Regions from separate parts of the Sus scrofa genome. Here region 1 is linked to region 2. A link is a contact called in public HiChIP or PLAC-seq data. All regions are on one chromosome and are shown on one strand. Each heading gives the region's core, a stretch centred on a gene start, on an enhancer-like site or on the middle of the called end of the contact. The rest is flanking DNA. Distances are from core to core; before and after follow the strand shown. Region 1 holds the start of ATAD5 (ATPase family AAA domain-containing protein 5). Region 2 holds the start of RHOT1 (mitochondrial Rho GTPase 1).

What was found. HiChIP or PLAC-seq counts read pairs in DNA pulled down with a chosen protein or histone mark.
Region 1: an H3K27ac HiChIP or PLAC-seq map of alveolar macrophages shows a contact between it and region 2. The contact joins the promoter of ATAD5 here to the promoter of RHOT1 in region 2. A contact is called at or near these places in 1 of 5 promoter capture datasets (liver) and 1 of 2 datasets of contacts at active chromatin or transcription factors (alveolar macrophages).

What each region holds. Positions count from the first base shown.
Region 1 is chr12:42,917,248-42,921,799 of Sscrofa11.1, forward strand. It overlaps ATAD5 (ATPase family AAA domain-containing protein 5), which reads right to left and starts at 3,191. Exons shown (of 23, transcript XM_021067456.1): 1 at 2,735-3,191; 2 at 1-626. The coding sequence starts at 2,782.
Region 2 is chr12:42,781,454-42,785,925 of Sscrofa11.1, forward strand. It overlaps RHOT1 (mitochondrial Rho GTPase 1), which reads right to left and starts at 2,018. Exons shown (of 20, transcript XM_013989961.2): 1 at 1,709-2,018. The coding sequence starts at 1,784.

The sequences.
Region 1 (4,552 bases), core at 1,941-4,440, 140 kb after region 2:
CTTTTAAGGAGATTTCGTTCCTCTGCCAAGGGTAAACTTTCGTATAGATCGATTACATCTCTGTGCTTCCTTTTTCTCAATTTTCTACAATCATTTTTTGAGGGCTTTTGTTCAGGATTCACTTTCCTACAACTTTTTTTGGAGGTAAAAGTGTTTGATTGTTTTTGGAGATCTTGAATTCTTTCTTCAAGTACCTTTACATGTTTCTTATAGAGTAAAGCAGAACTACGACTTTCCACAAAATCGTTATTTAAACTGGCGTCTTCTTTGCTATCATTGCTATTAATTTCAACTGGAGATTCATTTTCAGGTTTCATACTATTTAGTTGAGGAGATAAATTAAGCCTCTTTCCTCTCTTCTTACACTCTGTATTTGAGGACATTTCCAAAGGTGTTTTACAGGCTTTGCCACGGTCAGCAGGCAATGGTGTGGATGACTTTATCTTGTACTTTTTTGCTGTCTGGGTCTTCTCATTTGTGGGTGAAGTCTTTCTAAAATAATCCAGAATGTTACTGGATTTTGGTGGAGAGAAAACCCTGTCTCCAGTTTTCCTGACTGGTGATAAATATTTTGTAATTGTTTTACAAGAAGTTCTGTCATCATCTTTCCTTCGCTTCTTGCATGCCTATCAATTTAAAAGAAGGAAAAAGCACTTATTTCAAGCAAAATACTACAAAACATAAATTTTATTTTATTCTATTGTATTTTTTTCTTTTTTAGGCACCCCGTGGCATATGGAGTTCAAAACATAAATGTTAAACATGGATCTATTATTTTATGTAATGGGACAAAAAAAGGAAGCTTCCCTTAGTTGATATACATGATATACTAGGGGGAAAAAGAGCTTTAGGAGTTCCCATTGTGGCTCAGTGACAATGAACCCGACTAGTATCCATGAGGATGCAGGTTCAATTCCTGGCCTTGCTCAGTGGGTTAAGGATCCAGTGTTGCTGTGAGCTGTGGTGTAGATCACAGATATGGCTCAGATCTGGCATTGCTGTGGCTGTGGTGTAGGCCAGTGACTACAGCTCTGATTCAGTCCCTAGCCTGGGAACCCCCATATCCCGTGGGTAGTCCTAAAAAGACCAAAAAAAAAAAAAAAAAAAGAAAAAGAAAGAATGTGTGACATGAATAGGCAGGCAACTTAACAGAATGGACACAAAAACTAGAAAAGGATACATGTATATTTAAGACTTTGGTATATATAAATGTAACAATAGTTACACTCAAGTTAGTGGGCAAAGAAGTTAATACATAGCATTGGGGCAAATTTCTAACCATTTGGATAAACATGAGGCAAAAGAGAGACAGATTAAAACTTTACATCTTAAAATGAAATGGTAAATGTATTAGAAGAAATGCTAATGAGTTGTTAGTATTATTATTATCCTGAGATGGTACCAGAGGCTCTGGAGTCAAGCAGATCTAAGTTTGAGTGCTGGCTCTGAAAGCTACCAGCATGGGACCCTAAGCAAATTACTTTTAATTTTCTAATTTATTTTTCTACCTTAATTCAACTTTTAATTCTTAACTTTCTCTCATCTTTAGAATACAGATAATAACACCTCAACACAGGATTGCTATTAGGTAAAATAATGTGTATAAGGCCTTTACTGTCACAATACTAAACAATATTTGGTGCCCTGAAATAGTACTCTAAGCAGGGCACCAAAAGAAGAAATTGTAACAAAAAGATTCAGAAACTGACCAAACAAAAAGCAAGAATTGCGTAATTCAAGTTATCAAAAATTCTTCACACCCAAGACAAACCCAGCAACTGCCTTGATCCAGCAAACAAGCATCTGCATAACAAATATTAACAAGAAGGCAAAAAGTACTCAATTCTATTTATTTATTTTTGCTTTTTAGGGCCGCACCTACAGCAAATGAAAGTTCCCGGGCCAGAGGTCAAACTGGAGCTGCAGCTGCCAGCCTACACCACAGCCACAGCCATGCCAGATCCTTAACCCACTGAGCAAGGCCAGGAATTGAACCTGCAACCCCATGGACACTAGACAGGTTCATTACCACTGAGCCACAACAGGAACTCCCAAAAGTACTCAATACTAAAAAGTAAGAAACAGTCCCAGTTCAGTGAGTGAACCTATGTCTTGGCTCACTTCAATGACACCAGTATGCATATGTCAGTTACAAGGCTAGCTTGGGATGAAAAGGTGTGAAAATATAGCAAAATTGTCTACTTGATGATACTCCACTACTTTATGACATTAGAATCTCTTTAGTGCATTTCACTGAAACTAGAACACATAAGAATAAACAGCATACCAAGCTGAGACTTCTTCCTGCAGTATCTTAAGTTCTAGAGCAATGAGAAAGTGATTTTTAAATTATGTACCTTGTTTGATTCCTGTAGTGACACACCAAGTGCTATTCCTAGCACAGGTGGGTGGACAAAAAGATTCTTTTCCACGCTAAAGTTCTGTGATTCCTTATCCAGACTTGACCCTGGAAGACTCCATGACATTTCACTAGTCCAAATTATCAAGTTTCAGGAACATTTCAGGATCTATAAACTGGTCCTTAACTAGGCCCCTCAACATCCTCAATCCTAATGTTTATGGGTACCTACCGCGGCTTTAGGACACACTCCAGCGACTGTTCCACCCAAAGACACAACAAAGGGGCCTCACCAGGTCCCTTCTTTCCCCTCATAGATCCTAGATCAGAACCCTCTTTCACCCACCTCCAACAAATAGAGATACTCAAGCTCACCTCAATCTCGTAATCCCTCACCGGAGGGGTGGCAGCTGCAGCCGCCATGGCCAGGACCCCACCATGCTCCCTGCTTCCCGGAATCCCAGCTCCTAGGACCTTACGCAGCCCGGTCCGACCTGTCTGGAGGCCATGGAGGCAGCCTGCTCCAACGGGAGCAAGAAGCTGGGCCGCGGGGTCTGCCTGGAACCCCCCGCGTCCACCGCCCGGGTGGTCGCAAAGGCTGGGCCGAGAGCTCAGCTGACTCGAACGCGGGAAGAGGTGGTGAGAAAGCGCGAAGAGGACCCTGTAGCGCGGTCGGTGGGGGGTACCTCCAACGAGGACACTCCAATTCCGACGTCGGGCCCAGGACCTCGGAGGGAAAACCAGGCCAAACGTAGACCCAACCCGCGGGCTTCCCAGGGAATTCTTGTCAATTGGGTTTTCGCGCCGTCCGGAGCGCAGGGGGCGGAGCTTAGATCGCTTCCGGAGGCTGCGCGGACGGTGAGCCGAGAAGGCCAAAATGGTTCTTAGGCGAAACTGCCGGAGGCGGGATTATTCATTTGGCTCTAAACGTAGCTGGGATCGTTGTTTTCCGCAACCGCTCTGGTCGCTGATGAGTAGCGGTTCGATCCCCCTGTCGGGCGCAATAGGCTAAGGATCTCGCCTGGCCGTAGCTGCAAAATACAGAGTATGTGGGGTACGTCTCAGCTGCGGCTGGGATTCCATCCCTGGCCCCGAAACGTCCATATTCCACCTGTTCGGCTGAAAAACAAGTAAAAGTAACGGAGATTTTGGAGATTCAAACTCCTCACCCCAGTTTCACGGATGAGAATGTGATTTGACTAAAGTCCGTTGGTGGCAGAATTAAAACCCTAGACTTTTGACGACCTAGACTAGTCCCATTTAAGTGTAAATTCGAAAAATACAGGAAAGGGAATAGCTGTTGATTACACTCCTTCCACACGACTTAAAATGTTACTTTGGCAAGCGACCTACCTCGCTACCTACTAGGGGTCCGAGAATTGACCTTTACCCCTAATTGAGCTCAGGAGGCATTTTTTCCCATGGATTTCGTCCTAGCAAGAAGCCAGGAGCCCAAGTTCATGGCCTCAGCTGGCTGGCGTGTGTTCCAGCTGTCGCAGGGTACCTGTAGTTTGCTAGTTTGTAGTGATGATAATCTCATACGTCATTTTCATTGTTTTCATGAATTTGCCTTACTTTGCTTTTTTACATTAAACTTGCAATATACAAGAGTATGTTTATTTTCTTTGAGTCCATAGTTTTATCTGCAGGATATGTAAGGGCTGAAACAAAACAGGTAAATGTACCTATCAAATATTAACGGGAAGCCACCTTGTTAGGTCGGGTTATGCAAACTGATTTTAACTGTTCACATTATTGTCTGTGTGTATGGTTTATGTCTGGACAACATGAAGGGTACAAATTTTTCCGATGAAATAAATGGTAGTTACTTTTCCTTTGAAAATTATTTGCCTTGGATGTGGTTTTTAGGGAGATTGCACTAAATATAAACTCTTTTGTTGTTATGGTTTGTTTTTTTAATAACCCACTGGGTATGGGAACACCAACCACTCAAGGAGGAGGGAGAGGAGAATGAGAAAAAGGAGGAGCAAGAGCAGGGAGGAGGAAAAGGAGGAAAAATCAATTAGAAAATTACAGAAAAAAATCTGAAAGTGTCCTTGATTTCCACCCCAAAACTCAGTCTCTTCACTCTAAAGGTAGCCAATATCACCTATTCCGTGGATACCACTGCAGCCTTTATTAATACTTTTACGAACGTATATGTATCCATAGAAAAGCCTTTCATTTTGTCTT
Region 2 (4,472 bases), core at 768-3,267:
TAAAACCAAAACACAGAATGTTTGCTTTTAAAAGAATTTCTTTGAAGGGTCAGTTTTTTTTCTTTCTTTCCTTTTTAGAGCCACACCTGGGGCGTATGGAAGTTCCCATGTCAGGGGTTGAATCGGAGCTACAGCTGCCGGCCTAGCCACAGCCACGTAGGCTCCAAGCCACATGTGTGACTACACCACAGCTCATGGCAGCGCCAGATCCTTGACCCACTGAGTAAGGCCAGGGATCGAACCCGAGTCTGCATGGATTCTCGTCGGATTGGTTACCGCTGAGCCATGACCAGAACTCCAAGGGTCAGTTTTTGAAGCGGGTCATCTACTCACTTTCCCTACGTAGCTCCAAATGCATCAACACGAATCATTTTCCTGAACTTTGTCAAGGAAGTCCATACTAAACACAGATTAAGATATATATGTAGGTACAGATGAAAACTATAATCCACAATTGCAAACCAAAAAGTCAACTGTATCTGGCTAAGCGTACTTCTAAATTCTGATTCTAAAGGAAGATGTCTACAACAGGAAATCAAAGATTTCGATGAACAGCAAAGAACACTACAGGAGAGGGTAAAAACGTGTTAGCTTTCTTCCTTAGGAGGGCATCACAGTGACCTGGAGGGGCTACTCCAGAATGGAATGGGGTTTAGAACAGAAAGCCTCCAAACAGCAATAGAAACGCATGAACGAATGTACTTAAACAATCCAGCCCTCCCCAGCCCACCTCTTCTTATTTTAGTCCTTCCAATTGAGTCATGAAACTCGCACAAAGACATCAAGAAGTCCCTGCTGTTCTGTCCCCAAGTCAGCGAACGGAAGACGTGTCCCCTTTATTATCTTCAAAAAGTGAAATCTAAGTGCCTGGGTGGAAGGGAGGAGGTAGGGTCTCACATGTTTGGGCGTCAGTTTGGGTCTACGAGTGTGCCTGTTATTATTTTTAAATTAATTACCAAGCAGTTATGGAATAATGTTTTAAAAGATGGGGAAAATTAGGCTGTAGGGTAACAATAATTCTCTCGAGTGAAGGACCCTCTCCAAATAAGTATTCATTCATTGGGCACCTGTGTAACTTGAAGTTTAGAGTAAATTTTTGAGGAAATACCGAGCGTATCAGGAGTTATTCCAATGCAAAGGGCAAATATCGCTAAAATAATTTTTTTTTAAAGAAAAAACGCTCCATACTTTACAGTCAATGCCTAGAGGGAGGGCAGACCGCGAGCGCAAAAACACGCGGAGACACCTGACCTTGCCCACAAGTCGAACAGTTCGGCACCCCTCCCCCGAGCTTCCCCGGGAGCCGGTTCACGCCATCCCAAGTGCTCAGTCTGCCTGTTCCCAGCACCTGCCTGGCAGGGACATGGGAATCTCCACGGAAGACGAACGGGTCTGAAAGGAGGCGGCCTCGGAAACGCAGAGGCCCGGGAGAAAAGGATTCCTAGTGGAAAAGGAGGACAGGACCTTCGGGGAGGATGAGGCCGGGCGGCTAGGGGCTCGGGAAGACACGGCTGGGGAGGACGACGGGGGCATAGCGGGGGGAGGAGTGAGGAGGACCCAGATGAGGTGAGAGGTCGGCGGCCTCCGGCGGGCAGCCTACAGGGAAGACCGGAGGGGCTGGGAGGCCCGGGAGGCCTGGGGGCGCGGAGGGAGGACGGCAGGGGCAGGGGCTGCGGTGGCCGCGACCAGCCCCAGCGCGCGGACTCACGTTCTCCCACCAGCAGGATCCGCACGTCTTTCTTCATGTCGGCGGCTCGCAGGGGCCGAGCTCGGCCCGCACGCATGGAGCGGACTGCTCTCGCCGGGAGCGCCCAGCCCGCGGCGCCGCTCTCCCCGCGCTGCCGGCGCCGCCCCGCCCGAGCCTCGACCGCCCCGGCCTGCCGCGCCGCCTCCTCGGCTGCTTCCCCGCTCGCGAGCCGGGACAGCGCCAGCTCCGCCTCCTCCGGCTCCGCGGGCGGCGGCGGCGGCGGCGGCGGGGCCGACGGGGAGCCGCGAGGGACAAGCGCTTTCGGAACGCGAACGCTCTCGGAGCGGGAGCCGCGCCCCCGCGGTCAGGCTCTCCGCAGGGCATCGCCAGGGAGTCTCGCCCATCCTCCTCCGGGAACATCGGCTTTGGACGGGGAGTTTGAGTAGCAGAGTGTTACCCACTGACCCTATTTCTTTTACAAAATATGAGCAGGAGAATTTCCTTGTCTAACTAAGGTCACACAACTAGAACTTGGCAGTGTGACTCACGGCGGGCATATTCTCGCCAAACTATATAAACTCCAGGCGGGTGGCGACCTGTCTACCTGGTTTTCAGCAGCATTCCCCACCTTATCGGACAAAGCCCTCAGAAAGCGCTTGTTTGCGTAAAAGATGACTACATCCCTAGACAGAGTCCTTTCCACTACCCAGAGCCCACCACTCTAGCAGCCTTTTATCTGTGATGTTTATAAAATACGATTCTAAATAATGAGATTAGTTTCTGCACTACGTAAACATTCATTTCTTTGCAACCAAACTAAGTGATTTCCTCCCTCTTCGTGGTCTACTTTTACACAGGGTCTTCTGATACTTCTCCATACGTTATAGGTTTGCCCAGCGCAGGACTGGGCACATTGGTGGCACAGGATAATAAACCCTTACTGATTTTTCTGATGTTGCCTTAATTTCCTCCTGACTCTCTCAGTCTGGAGGAATTTGTTGCCATATCTCTAATGCTTGAGCAGTGCTTGGCATACAGTGGGAGATAGATGGATAGATGGATGGATAGATACATATGGAAATATATAGAATAAATGAGGAAATTCACTGTGCATAATGTGCCTTTTATCTTAAATATTGAAAAATGATTTTTTTAAGGAAATAAAATGCACACAGTACCAATCCCCTTTTCTGCTAGGAGAACCCCAGTCGTCTGGTGCAGCAGTTAAGAGCTGCTGATAAACTGCTTAGGCTTGACTCCAGAGCCCATCACCTAATAGTTATGTGATCCAGAGCAGGTTATTTGACTTCTCAAGCCTGCCCCTTCTTCTCTAACAGGGCAATAATGATCATATTACCTACCTACTCAAGTTGTTGTGAAAAATAATTAAGATAATAAATAAACACCAAGCATTTGGAATAGTGCCAGACTCAGTACTTGGTTTACTGATAGCTGTGCTTACTATCTTAAAGGTCACTGAAAAGCTGAAAACCACAAATTTTGAGGCAAATTCCTTGTTATGTTTACAACAGTATTTCACCATCTTTGTTATAATGATATCCCAAAGGAGCACAGGGGTGGAAGCCCTTCCAGAAAACGCTCTCACTGTGGTGAAAGGAGGAAGACAGGAAAGACGTACTTCTCTGCTCACTGAGGGCTTGATGGCCTGATCTTTTCAGGGAAAGTATTCCTCAGAATGTTAATATTACAGAGTGTTTGAGGAGTTCCCATTGTGGTGCAATGGTTAAGAATCTGACTGTTGGGAGTTCCTGTCATGGCTGAACCCGACTAGCATCCATGACGTTGAAGGTTCAATCCCTGGTCTCGCCTAGTGGGTTAAGGATCCGACACTGGGGTGAGCTGTGGTGTAGGTGGCAGATGGGGCTCGGATCCTGAGCTGCTATCGCTGTGGAGTAGGCTGACAGCTACAGCTGTAATTGGACCCCTAGCCTGGGACCCTCCATATGCCGTGCGTGCAGCCCTTAAAAAAAAAAAAAAAAGAGAGAGAGAGAGAGAAAGAAAGAGAGAAAAGAATCCAACTGCAGCAGCTGAGGTTGCTGAGGAGGTGCAGGCTCAATCCCCAGCCCAGCACAGTGGGTTAAAGTATCCAGTGTTGCTTCAGCTGTGGCAAAGTTTCCAGCTGAGGCTTGGATTCAATCCCTGGCCCAGGAACGTCTATATGCATCAGGCAACCATTAAAAAAATAATAAGTTGGAAGGACCCTTACAGAGCAACCATTAAAAAAATAATAAGTTGGAAGGACCCTTACAGAGCCCTTATTCTAATGCCATTACTCTGTAGCTAAGACACACAAGGTCCAGAGAGACACAGTGACTTGCCAAAGAAATGTCAGCTGAGACGGAGCCTGGGCTCTGCCTTCCTGACCATGGGACTCTAGGCAAGTCACAGTTTCCTCAGTTTCCTCTCTACCAAACAGAGAGGGCTGGTTTCCTCTTTAGCCCTCTACTTCAGGGAGTAGTTTGGAGGATCCCATAAAATAATGTATCATATGTGAGAAAGCTTTTTCTCGGAGTTCCCTTGTGGCTAGGTGGGTTAAGAATCCTGCATGGTCACTGCTGCGGTTTGAGTTCAATCCCTGGGCTGGGAACTAGCACATGCCTCGGGTGTGACCAAAAAAGAAAAGAAAAAAAAAAAAAAAAGAAAAAAAAACCTTTTCCGGAGTTCCCCTCGTGGCGCAGTGGTTAACGAATCCGACTAGGAACCATGAGGTTTCGGGTTCGGTCCCTGCCCCTGCTCAGTGGGTTAAGGATCCGGCGTTGCCGTG